Linked DNA regions of Mus musculus: region 2 is linked to region 1. A link is a contact called in public Hi-C data. All regions are on one chromosome and are shown on one strand. Each heading gives the region's core, a stretch centred on a gene start, on an enhancer-like site or on the middle of the called end of the contact. The rest is flanking DNA. Distances are from core to core; before and after follow the strand shown.

The links. Hi-C and Micro-C count contacts between places; a contact is called where the count stands out from the background.
Region 2: a Hi-C map of the N1E-115 cell line shows a contact between it and region 1, with 3 times the contacts expected there. The contact joins two enhancer-like sites. A contact is called at or near these places in 1 of 39 promoter capture datasets (the C10 cell line), 2 of 15 datasets of contacts at CTCF or cohesin (large pre-B cells and pro-B cells), 13 of 484 Hi-C or Micro-C datasets (the C10 cell line, the N1E-115 cell line, embryonic fibroblasts and 4 more) and 2 of 115 datasets of contacts at active chromatin or transcription factors (the 230-238 cell line and embryonic stem cells).

The regions. Positions count from the first base shown.
Region 1 is chr8:78,547,418-78,553,255 of GRCm38.p6, forward strand. The region is part of intron 4 of Slc10a7 (solute carrier family 10 (sodium/bile acid cotransporter family), member 7); the gene reads left to right. Among named protein-coding and RNA genes, the nearest start is that of Slc10a7, 41 kb to the left of the region's middle. Within about 2 kb of position 2,739, at least 8 of the 459 cell types and tissues checked have an H3K27ac peak or open chromatin away from gene starts, as enhancers often do. A contact at or near this core is called in the N1E-115 cell line, where this site is marked.
Region 2 is chr8:78,642,965-78,648,627 of GRCm38.p6, forward strand. All of the region lies in intron 5 of Slc10a7 (solute carrier family 10 (sodium/bile acid cotransporter family), member 7), which reads left to right. Among named protein-coding and RNA genes, the nearest start is that of Gm39203, 29 kb to the right of the region's middle. Within about 2 kb of position 1,872, at least 4 of the 459 cell types and tissues checked have an H3K27ac peak or open chromatin away from gene starts, as enhancers often do. A contact at or near this core is called in the N1E-115 cell line, where this site is marked.

The sequences.
Region 1 (5,838 bases), core at 1,489-3,988:
TGAACTAGACTCTTCCACACCCCCCACCCCGAGACAGGGTTTCTCTGTGTGGCCCTGGCTGTCCTGGAACTTGCTCTGTAGACCAGACTGGGATTAAAGATGTTTGCCACCACAGCCCAGCTTGTCCTAGACACCCAATAACTGAGGCAGCCCTTATACAATGTCTTCTTCAGGAAGCTGCCATGGTTGGGTAGCTTGCTGGAGCTTGTCAGTGTCTGAAGGCAGTCTAGGAGACACTGTACAGATAGCGTTCCTGAGGTCCAGCAGGATGTCTCTCGGCATGCTGCCTCCCAATACCAGCCTTCTAGGAAACCTTCAGGCTGTACTCCCCGCCCCCCTCTGCTGTGAGCACAGGGTCTCACAAGGTCTAAAGCTTAGGTGACCACCATTGTTGTTGTTGTTGTTGTTGTTATTATTATTATTATTGAAGGAATGCTTTGCAATTTTTTCGAAATGAATCAAATCAGCCTTCTTTGTGTGCTGCAGGGAGCCGCCTAGTCAGCTAAGGGGACTGGAGCTGTTAAAGCTCACAGATTTCAAGGAGCTGGGCAGATGTCATTGTGGTTGGTGCTAGCCATACAGGCATGGGGGCGGGAGTTCAGATCCCCAGAATCCAGGTAAATGCTGAGTAGGTCTGGTGACTTCCTGTATTCCCAGCACAAGAAAGATGGAGACACAGAATCCCTGAGAAAGGCTGGCCAGCCAGGCTGGAAGTCACTGTGAGCTGTGGCTTCAGCTGAGGGGTCCTACCCCACTGGTAAGGTGCAAAGTGATAGAGGAAGGCTCCCACAGGAGACAATTGACTTCAACCCTGGGTTTCCACAGGCATGTGCATACATCTATCTGCACACAGACCTGCTTTCATGCACTCCCACACCCACACATATGAACATGTGTATACACACGTGCACACCTCCTACCCAGAAAAGAAAGTTTTGAGACATAGTCAAATGAAATTTTAAGTTCCTGAGTGATCTGGGGGATAGAACCTATGGGAAATTGATTTAAACCAATTTTCATTCATTTCATTTTTTTTTTCTCCATGTATTTTTTCTCAGTAGATCAAGAAACAGGGGTAAGATGGTAGAGTCTTGGGGAATTCAGACTGTGTTTAAGCTTGTGTTCACATATGAAACTCTAAAGAAATGGAGAGGGGCTGGAGAGGTAGCTCAGAGGGCAAGAGCATTGGCTGCTCTTCCAGAGGACCAAGGTTCAAATCCTAACACCCACATGGCAGTTCACAACTGTCTATAATTCTAGTTCTAGGGGATCTGACACCCGCATACAAACATACATGGAGGCAGAACACCAGTGTAAACAATGTATGTATGTATATGTATACCATTAACTCATTTGAGGATTTGCCTGAATACACAAAGAAATGCATTTCCTTTGTGGTAAGAAAATAAATCCCTTGTGTTTGCCTTTTAAATTGAATGTCATGTTAGGTTGATTCAATTTAAGATTTCTAATTTTAGGTATCCACACGACATGTGTAATCCCAGTACTTGGGAAGGAGGAGGGGGTCAGGAGTTGAAGGCCTGCCTGAGCTGTGTGAAACCTTGTCTCAGGACAACAAATGATATTGATTTCCTCAGTGTTATCTACCAACTCTTTGTTTTGAATTATGATAATCTGATGCCAGTAATACATTTGTTCCTTGGTTTTTAGAAGCTGTTTACCATGGGACGTGGTGGCGCACACCTTTAATCTAGCACTCGGGAGGGAGAGGCAGAGGCAGGTGGATCTCTGAATTAAAGGCCAGCCTGGTCTACAGATGGAGTTCCAGGACAGCCAGGGCTACACAGAGGAACTACCTCCAAAAGGAAAGGAGGAAGGAAAGGAGGAAGGAAGGAAGGAAGGGGAGGAGAGGGGAGGGGGAGAGGGGAAGGGAAGGAGGGGAGGGGAGGGGAGGAGAGAAAAAGGGAAAAGGAAAAAGGAAAAGGAAAAGGAAAAGAAGAAGCAGCAGCTATTTACCTATGATCTAGGTTGTATTTCCTGAGTATCCTAGTTGATATTTTGTTACAGTGGATGTTAGAGTAGGTTTTACTGTGATAAAATAGGGCATTTGGAATTTACAGTGAAAGATAGTATAAGGTTGAAATCGCTGCATTGTTCATATCAGTATCATTAAGAAGATAGAGAAAAACAAAAGGCATTTTCCTCTACAGTACGTCCAGGATGTGCCTCTTGGACATTTTGACAGTTGTGAGTGTGCTGTCACCACATAAGAGCCATACCAATACCATGTGACAGTGCTCATGTGATTTCAAATATTGCCGAAGTTTGCAATCATGTAAGAATGTGATTTGTGAATGTGAAATGGGATTTTAGGATGAAGTGTCAGATTCATATCATGCATTTATCCTACTTGATTTATTTGTCGAGCAAACAGTAAATGATTTTTTTCTTCCTCTGTTGTATAGATTTTAGGTCTTGAATAATAATCTCTAAACAGGTATTAAGATACTCATGGTAATTTGTTGCCTTGGGGAAAATATTGATGGTTCCATGGCTACAAAAATACCATTTTTATCCTTGACTTTGAATTGTTTAGCCTGCATCACTTCGCACAATTTCATTTCCACAGAAAGAAACCCACTTTATAAAACCTTTCCAGAAGGTTGTTGTCAGAGATTCCTTAGAAAAAAGAAAAGTCCCGGCTAAAAAAAGAAACAGGCCAGGGAGTTGGCTGGACCGGAGGCATGAGCAGTGTTTGCAGAGCTCAGACACTGTCCCATAGTTTTAGTGTAGCCTTCAGCTAACAATTAAAACTCTTTGTCTTATCAGTCATCGCCCAACCCTAACAGATGGGTGAAGAGTTAATCTGATTTATATTTTCCCCACAACTTTCTCATCACATACAATAGCCTGTGATTAACATTCAGTGGACTTGCAAGATGATTGATGGGCCTTAATGGTCCTCTATACATCCCTTTAAAATCATGCCAGGGTAAAGCCCAGGGCCGAGGTGCTCCAGAGGACCTATAGAAATCCAAGACTATTTGGTACTCTCTCCACTAGAAAGGAATCTGCTAATATTGTCATGTTTTTCCCTGCCAGGACCCTCCTTGCCTGGTGTCATATATTTTTTTTTTTTTTTTGAGCTCTCTCGGGAGGAGATTAGTCTGAAACAACAAAGTAGCCAGATGTCTGGTTCTAAGAGAGTCCCAGAGGCCAGGCTACAGTAGGCAGTAGAAACCGCGTGGGGCTGAAGATCAAAGATACCTGCGCATTACTTATGGGCACATAGTGTGTGTTGTTCTCATTATTAACAGTCGGAGAAAATTTGTTTTCCTAATTAACCCTTTTGTTGGAATAACCTTAAATTTTAGAGAGTTTATTTCAGTTTGGATCAATTTTCTTTTGTGTAGCTAGTTGGGAGTTTACCATCCAAAAAAACCTGAAATGAAAAGAGCTCATTTGATTTAAATCTCTCAACTGTTGTTCTTAGCCCCAGCAGACGAGCCATCAGAAGGGCATCATCGTCATCTGCTGTGACCATGGGGGCATTGCAGTTGTGAGTCACAGTGTAAGCCACTGGTGAGGGTCTGGTTGGCTTCTGTGTGACAGGGGCTGGCTGGCTTCTGTGTGACAGGGGCTGGTTTTCAGTCCCTCATAACAAGCTGTTGTTTTGGAGTTGGATGTGGGAGCACTGCTTCCTGGTTTTCAAATGAATTGAGAATACATCTTAGTGGTGGGACTCTGTCCCTTACCAATCATAGACACCCTTCACATCAGTATTACTAATGCTTATTAAAAAATCTTAACATCCTTTCCTGTTTGCCTCACCCATGAGACTTTACATTCTTTAGTTACATTTGGGAGACATGAATACATTTGCTCTTAGGTCATTCCTAATTCTAGGACCTTTAAAAACGTGTAGCTGAATTTATTCCAAGGACTATATAAAAATCCAATTCGGACGTTTTGGTGCCTTGGGCTCTTGGTGAGAGTGTAGCTGATGGATCTACCTTCCTACTTGCTCTCTCTATGTTCAACATTATAATGTAGCAACAGCAGCTAATAAAAGTTCCTCTGATGCCATTGTAAACTACTGTGATCAGACTCGATTAGCCAGCCTTAGAGCTTTAAAATGTTACAATTCATTTTTTAAGAGCTGGCAGTGTAAGCTTGGCACAAAGGCTGTAAAAATGTCTTTAAATATAATTGGAGATATGTGTTAGCCATGTAGCGCGCACAGACTTTGTGTTCTTTGTGTAGTGGTCAAGGATTTTCTCTCTCTCTCTTTTTATTTATTTCATTTTATTTATTTTATTTTATTTTATTTTATTTTTTCGAGACAGGGTTTCTCTGTGTATCCCTGGCTGTCTTGGAACTTATTTTGTAGACCAGGGTGGCCTTGAACTCAGAAATCTGCCTGCCTCTGCCTCCCAAGTGCTGGGATTAAAGGCATGTGCCACCACCGCCCGGCTGGATTCTCTCTCTTAAGTCCTTGAGGAAAACGAAGCCCCTAGTAGCAGTTTATAGGTACTAATAGATTTATCTCTCTGGAGTTAAGTATCCTTTGCATCAGGAAGTACTAAGGAGGTACTGGATTTTGGTTTTGTTTTGTTTCTTTCCCCTTCAGAATGGGATTTGGTGTGGTGTTCTCACTCTGACACACTGTTCTCTGTCTTGCAGTTAGCACCCTTGCTAGCACATACCCAGTAGTACACACCAATGCTAGCACATACCCAATAGTACATACCAATGCTAGCACATACCCAGTAGTACATACCAATGCTAGCACACACCCAGAAGTACACACCAATGCTAGCACACAGCCAGTAGTACACACCAGTGCTAGCACACACCCAGTAGTACACACCAGTGCTAGCACACACCCAGACGTACACACCAATGCTAGCACACACCCAGAAGTACACAACAATGCTAGCACACACCCAGAAGTACACAACAATGCTAGCACACACCCAGTAGTACACACCAGTGCTAGCACACACCCAGAAGTACACACCAATGCTAGCACACACCTAGAAGTACACAACAATGCTAGCACACACCCAGAAGTACACACCAGTGCTAGCACACACCCAGTAGTACACACCAATGCTAGCACACACCCAGAAGTACACAGCAGTGCTAGCACACACCCAGACGTACACACCAGTGCTAGCACACACCCAGAAGTACACACCAATACTAGCACACACCCAGAAGTACACAACAATGCTAGCACACACCCAGAAGTACACAACAATGCTAGCACACACCCAGTAGTACACACCAATGCTAGTACCCACCCAATGTGCTTGTCTGTCTTCCTGGTTTAAGTGCAGGTTGAGCCACTTCCATCCATTTGTGTCATAAATGTTTCTGTGCCTCAGAGAGTGGATTAATTTAAGAAGAGCTACTTAAAGAAACAAAACTTTTCTCAGTACAGTGTTGTCAAACACTTGGCCTACTCTCCCCTGTGGACGGGCAGCTCTTTCTGTATCCCACACAGCGATCTATCTCCCTGTGCTCCCTTATGCTTAAGTGCATACATGTGGAATGCACACACATTCCTGCCCTTTTCTTTCTAATCTCCCTCCCACTCCATTTAAATGGCCATTTGTTTTGTAATAGATATTATTGTAGTTAGAAAGCTGAAGAGTCTTCTGTGTTGGGAAGTTGGGTAGTGTGTGTGTGTGTGTGTGTGTGTGTGTGTGTGTGGTGTTAAGCTTGTGTTTTGGTTAGGCTGGCTGGCCATCTAACTCTTGTGATCTTCCTGTCTCTGCCTCTCATCCACTTTGTTCACAGGCATGCACAGCTTTTTATATGGATGCTGGGGATTTGAACTTAGGTCCCCAGGCTTACAGAACAAATGCTTTT
Region 2 (5,663 bases), core at 622-3,121, 95 kb after region 1:
TTTCATGCATGAAACTGGCATATATCATTTGTTAAAAAAATCAAGAGCTGAGAAAATCAAATATTTCAGCACTTGTGGACGTCTGCTTTGCTAAATTATACTTTATATAAATGATCAGTAAATTATGCCCACTTTAAATTTAAAGCAGTAAGAGAGTAGATTTGGTTATCGTCTGTTCCGGGCATTGCGAATGCTTTGGGGCTGGTATTAAATGTGCTTTCAGCTTTGCAAAGTGTGACAGAGGAGCACGGCGTGTGACCTCGTCTGTGTTGTAATGACAGAACGAGACTGCTGAGCTCTCCTGAATAACGTACAACGATTACATCACTGCCTGCCTCGAAATATGTACATGGTAGTCAAGTCATCATGGAATAACTAGGCATTAAAGCATCTATGAAGATGGCGGATATACATCTCAGGCTGCAAGCTCCAGAAAATGTAAACGCCATCTTTATGCACTTTAGTTTTCTGTCTGCTTCTTGAAAACATGACTCATAGGTGTTTAAAAGCCTGTCAGACACCTTGCAGGAAAGGGAATATACTGATTTCACTCCAAGAAAATCACCTTTTTCAATTTTTTTCAAGCACATTTCTGTAGGTGGTGAGAGAGAACCAGAATTCCATTCCATGTTTAAATATAAAGCAGTCCAGCTGCTGCCCCGTCTACCCACTAGAGGAAGAGAGAGAGTAACTAAGTTTCTGCCGCAATGTATAGAAATAAATGTATTGAAATCCCAGTGACGCTTCGGCTATGCCTGGCATAGTGGAGAACTCCTTAAGATTAGCTGCGATCGCATTTCCCTCACCACCCTGGCTTTCCCAGATCAGTTTGTAAACACACTTCATTCATTTAGAATGAAAGCGCACACCTCAGTTAGCGAGTCAGCTTGCTGACTGCATGCATTTGATTTGAAATAACATGACTACCCCTTGTTGTTAATGCAGAACTCATTGGATTTGGCTCAAAGAGGTTGGAGCTTGGTGACCCCTATTTGTTACTTTTTCCCTCAGATATATATGAACAATGAATTTGTATTCTAAAGCGTGCCTTGATGAGCAGTGTGTACCTTTTCTTGTGTCTGTTTTCAAGGCTTTCCTCCCTCATTATGTTTCTGGCTTCAAGTGTGCTTTTAAAATTCATCCCTTCCAAAAAGTCAATCTATACATTAAAAATTACTCCTCTTTTCTGTAGAACGTCCTCATCTTCACCTAGAGTGGACACGGTGAGATGGTTTTGTTCCTCCTAAGCAAGCCCCGACAGGCCCATGACACTGGCTACTGCTGTAACTGTACATTTCTATACATAATTGATGACCTGGGCCCCCACAGACTGCACCAGTACACCGCAGTGTACATTACCATACAGCTTGGGGTGGGGGCAGGTCTTTGAATTGTCCATTTCTGAATAGAAATAACTCCTTGCTAACAAAAACTCCAGAAGACTAAGTTTACTGTAGTAATAAATGGCCTTCAGAGCACAGTGAACTCAGCAGCATGGGAAGCTGGTCAGGCTTGCCATCAAGCCAACTTCCTTACCCCATCTTACACTCCTTCAGCGGTTGGTATAATACCACACACACATAAAAAGGTTTTGGGCCAAAGAAAGCTAAATTCCAGACTGCGCCATTGGAAGTATTCTCCAATCTAATTACCCTTTTAAATTTAATTTATAGAAGCTAAGAAGGCTATTAAGTAGGACTGGTTATTTTTTCATGAATGTCTTGCATGAAAGTCAGTGTTGTTTCCAGTCCTATTACTCCCTGTGGCCTGTCAGGAGTGCACTCTCTAGTCTATCCCTGCTGTTTCCTCCCCACATCCCTTCCATTCCTGCCCCAGGCCATTTCCTGGCACCTCCCATCTCTACCTGCCATGGCCATCCAGAGTCATTGCAGCCTAAGGTTAGCAAGTTAGGAGTCACTCCTTCCCTGTCAGACACCCTGCCTGTCTGAGTGAGTCTCCATTGTCCCCAGCATCTAGCCTTCTCATTTCTTGGCCCTCCACTTGTTGATACTTGGCTCAGGGTAGAAACTAAATGCCCCACACCGTGGTATTTCCCTGGCATCTATCATGTGTCCACTGTAGCACAGGTGTCCTGTAATTATCATTGAGTAAAACTACAAAAACCCTGTGAATAGGAGATCAAATTTTGACTCTAGAAATAGTCATTTTTAAATAAGATGATAAATTGTTAGGATTTATAGTTATTCTAGACTCTTGGTTTGCTGTTCCTGTAGTAGGGTATATTCTGGTTATTAGTAGACAGCCTTTCTAGTGCACAGGAAGCCCTGACTAAGATCCCAGCTGTGGTGGCACACCTGCACGATCCCACCATTTGGGAGGTACAGACAAGAAGCCCATACATCCAAGGTCATCTTTGACTTCATAGCAAGAAATACACACAGCTGGAAGTTGTAATTCTGATACAAAGGGGGCCTGCTAGTATTTCATGATGAGATTTTAAACTCTTTCATTTAATTCCTTTTTCAACATAATAATTTCACAGCGGAGAGTTTCTGAAAGTCTTCACTATGTTCTACTGAATATTTATGTAGGTTGATAATTTGGTATAGCCAGGGGAAACAGCTTCTGGCTTTGTTTTATCCTCATCTCTTGGACTACCCTTTACACTTAGATATCAGACAGAATGCACACCTAAGATAGCCTTCGTATAAAATCACTGTTTGTTCAAGTTGTTTTTAAATACTGTTTAATTTTACAACATATTATACCATTTAAGCATTAAAAGCAGCATGCTTATTAAGCCTTCAGTTTGCAAATTTCTTCTTAAAGTTTGTAAACTAATCATTGATTCTAGGAAAAATAATTTTGAATTCCAAACGTGTCAATGGAGGCTGAGTCCATATATTTTTAATCTATAAGAGAAAGAGATATAGTATAGAGTTGTAGGTTTGAGATTTATCAAATCCTGACTTCAAAAATCAATGTTTCTCTTGAGCAAATTAGCTACCCTCTGTGGGCAATGGCTTCTAAGTTCGTAAGTGCATCATCTCTTGCCTTGGCTCAAAACTGATTCCGCCTGCAGAGTGTGTAGTGGCTTGCAAGTATGTTAGCAAGTGTACCTAGAGACCGAAAACTCGGTTGAGGACACTGAGATAGATGGCTCCATTGTCAAGTGCTTACTGTGCAAGCATGGAAGGCCTGTCTTTAGATCTCAGCTCACATAAAACTCTAGGCATGGTGACATACAGCTGTGAGCCCAGTGCTGGGAGCTGCAAACACGAGATGACCCTAGAGCTTGTTGGCCTGCTAGTCTTGCCTGGAGAGATGGCTGAGAGGTTGAGAGCATTTGATCTTGGAGAGGACCAGGGTTTGATTCCCAGCACCCACATGGTGGTTCACAACTGTCTGTAACTCCAGTTCCAGGAGATCCAGTGCCCTCTTCTGGCCTTTGTGGGCATAGTGTACATACATGATGCAGGGAAAACACTAAAAAACATAAGATTCTTTAAAATTCTCCACAGAAAGGTGGAGAGTGGTAAAGTAAGTTATCCAACATTGACCTCTGACTTCTACACACACACACACACACACACACACACACACACACACGACTGCACAGAAAACAACCCTTGATTGAGATAGTAGTATTCTGCTTTAGGCATATTCCTAAGAACAGAAAATATTAGATGGAGCACAAATAAGCTTAGTCCCTCATGAACTGGCCCAGGATGAAGCCAAACAAAAATGGTGCCTTCATTGCTCTGCATGGAGCTCAAACCCAGGGCCTGTGTATAGGCAAGCACTTTAGCACCAAGTGGTATCCCCCACACACGAAAAAGTGGAAGGCTGCAAGTGTGCTTCATGCAAATGGAGAGAGACACATAGCACACCAGCATATTCAGCAGGAAGAGATACTGGAAAGCTACCACTGACGGAAGCCCGGGCAGGAGCAGCTGTCGGAAATGGACCCAGCACCCAGAGCTAGCATGTGCAGAGACCTATAAGGATGGGAGAGGTGGACATAGGCAGGGAGGTAGGAGCAGATTATGCAGATGTGGTAGCACTCTTTAATGACATTTAAATGTGGAGGCTGGGTTGTAGTCTCCTAGAGTTTAAGCTCCCAGAGAAAGACAGGGAAACAGTCCATTTGAGATACAGCACCGAACACCGGCTGAATAATAGCATGCACCATCACCATCGTCCACTCCAGAGCCTCTCTGTTCCCTCTTCTGCCTGGATTGCCCCACCTACTACAATAGCAAATCCAAAGCACCCGACCTGTAGCACTGCCCTGTACCCGCCATAATGCTCCTCCCCCAAGCTCCTAATCACAGCCCATTGTGAGAAAAGGTTCATGCCAGCACTCAGGAAATCATACCGAGATGCGAGGAAACCCTTTTGCTTATGTTTGCTGAGGGCCAGAGAGCATGGTTTATATGGGTTTTATCTGTCTGCACTTGCCATATTTGAAACAAAAACTGGTGAGAAGTGCTTTCCCCCATATGCATCTGGCAAATCTGTTTCCTCACAGGCTTGGCATCAAGTCAGCTGGAGTCTGCTCCCTTGCTGTAATAGCTGCTGCAGGATCGCATCTCAAAGCTTCCAGAGAGCACTGTTCTCTGATGAGACAATGGAAAGGGAAAGCAAACCCAGAGATGGCTACTCTGCTGCTATCTTGAAGGTCCTGCCCAATCCCTCTGGCCTTCAAACCAAGGTCACTGTTTAAGCCAAACCTCTACTCTGAGGGAGAAGGCGGGTTGCAGAAGTAGGTGAGAGAACAGGGACCGCAGACAGTAAATGAGCTAAAGATTCTAGATGGTTCTTAGTGCCCGCAGAAACACCTGTGTATAGACACTACACCATTGGAAATACCCGAAACACCATCTATTTACCTTTGGTGCTGAGGTAAGGCTAATCCCCCATTCAAGCTAACTGATTCCCTCTGTGACCTGCTCCTGGTCACTGGCTTTCTGTGACACACAGCCTCAGTGTTTATCTTTCAAGCCCTGCCTGTAGCTAATGTGAGGATTGTCCTCTCTGTGGTCTCCAGAAGTTCAGGAATGACAGGACTTTGTTATTTTCGTAGGTTGCAAGGAAGCTGTTCTGTGTGATGCATGGCTTACAGATGAACTTGGCGGCTTTCCCCGACAGACTTGAAAGACAGCATTCCTAGACATGACTTTTGTTACGTTTGTTAAAAATATCATACTTGTGCCTGTAATACTAAGCTTCATCCTCATTGTTAATGTGGATAAATTTTACCCTTTAAAAACTTACACTATCAAAAAAACCAAAAACCAAAAACCAAAAGACAAAAAAGCCTTACACTATCATATGTCTCTGTACATTCAATACTAAGTGCTTTAGTTTTGAGGTTTGTGAACTCTGTTACCTCCCACGTCACTAGTAGCATTTGTTCTTTAAGGAGGGGCCTGCATATGTGATAGAACATTGTGGACAGATGACAAGTTGCTATTATACCTTTATTTGACCTGAGTTATCTTGAGATTTGTCACTTGTAGGTAAACGGTTAGGGACAGGAGGGCCGAGTTGGATCAGTGGGTAGTCCACAGCAGATAGCCTGTGTTTATCTGAGTTCGAGTGTATATATTGTCCATATCTTTATCTCCTTACCTGCCGCCTTATTCCTACTTTTACCTTGATGAGCTGGCAGCTGCATTCAAACGAGCAACTCAGCAGCA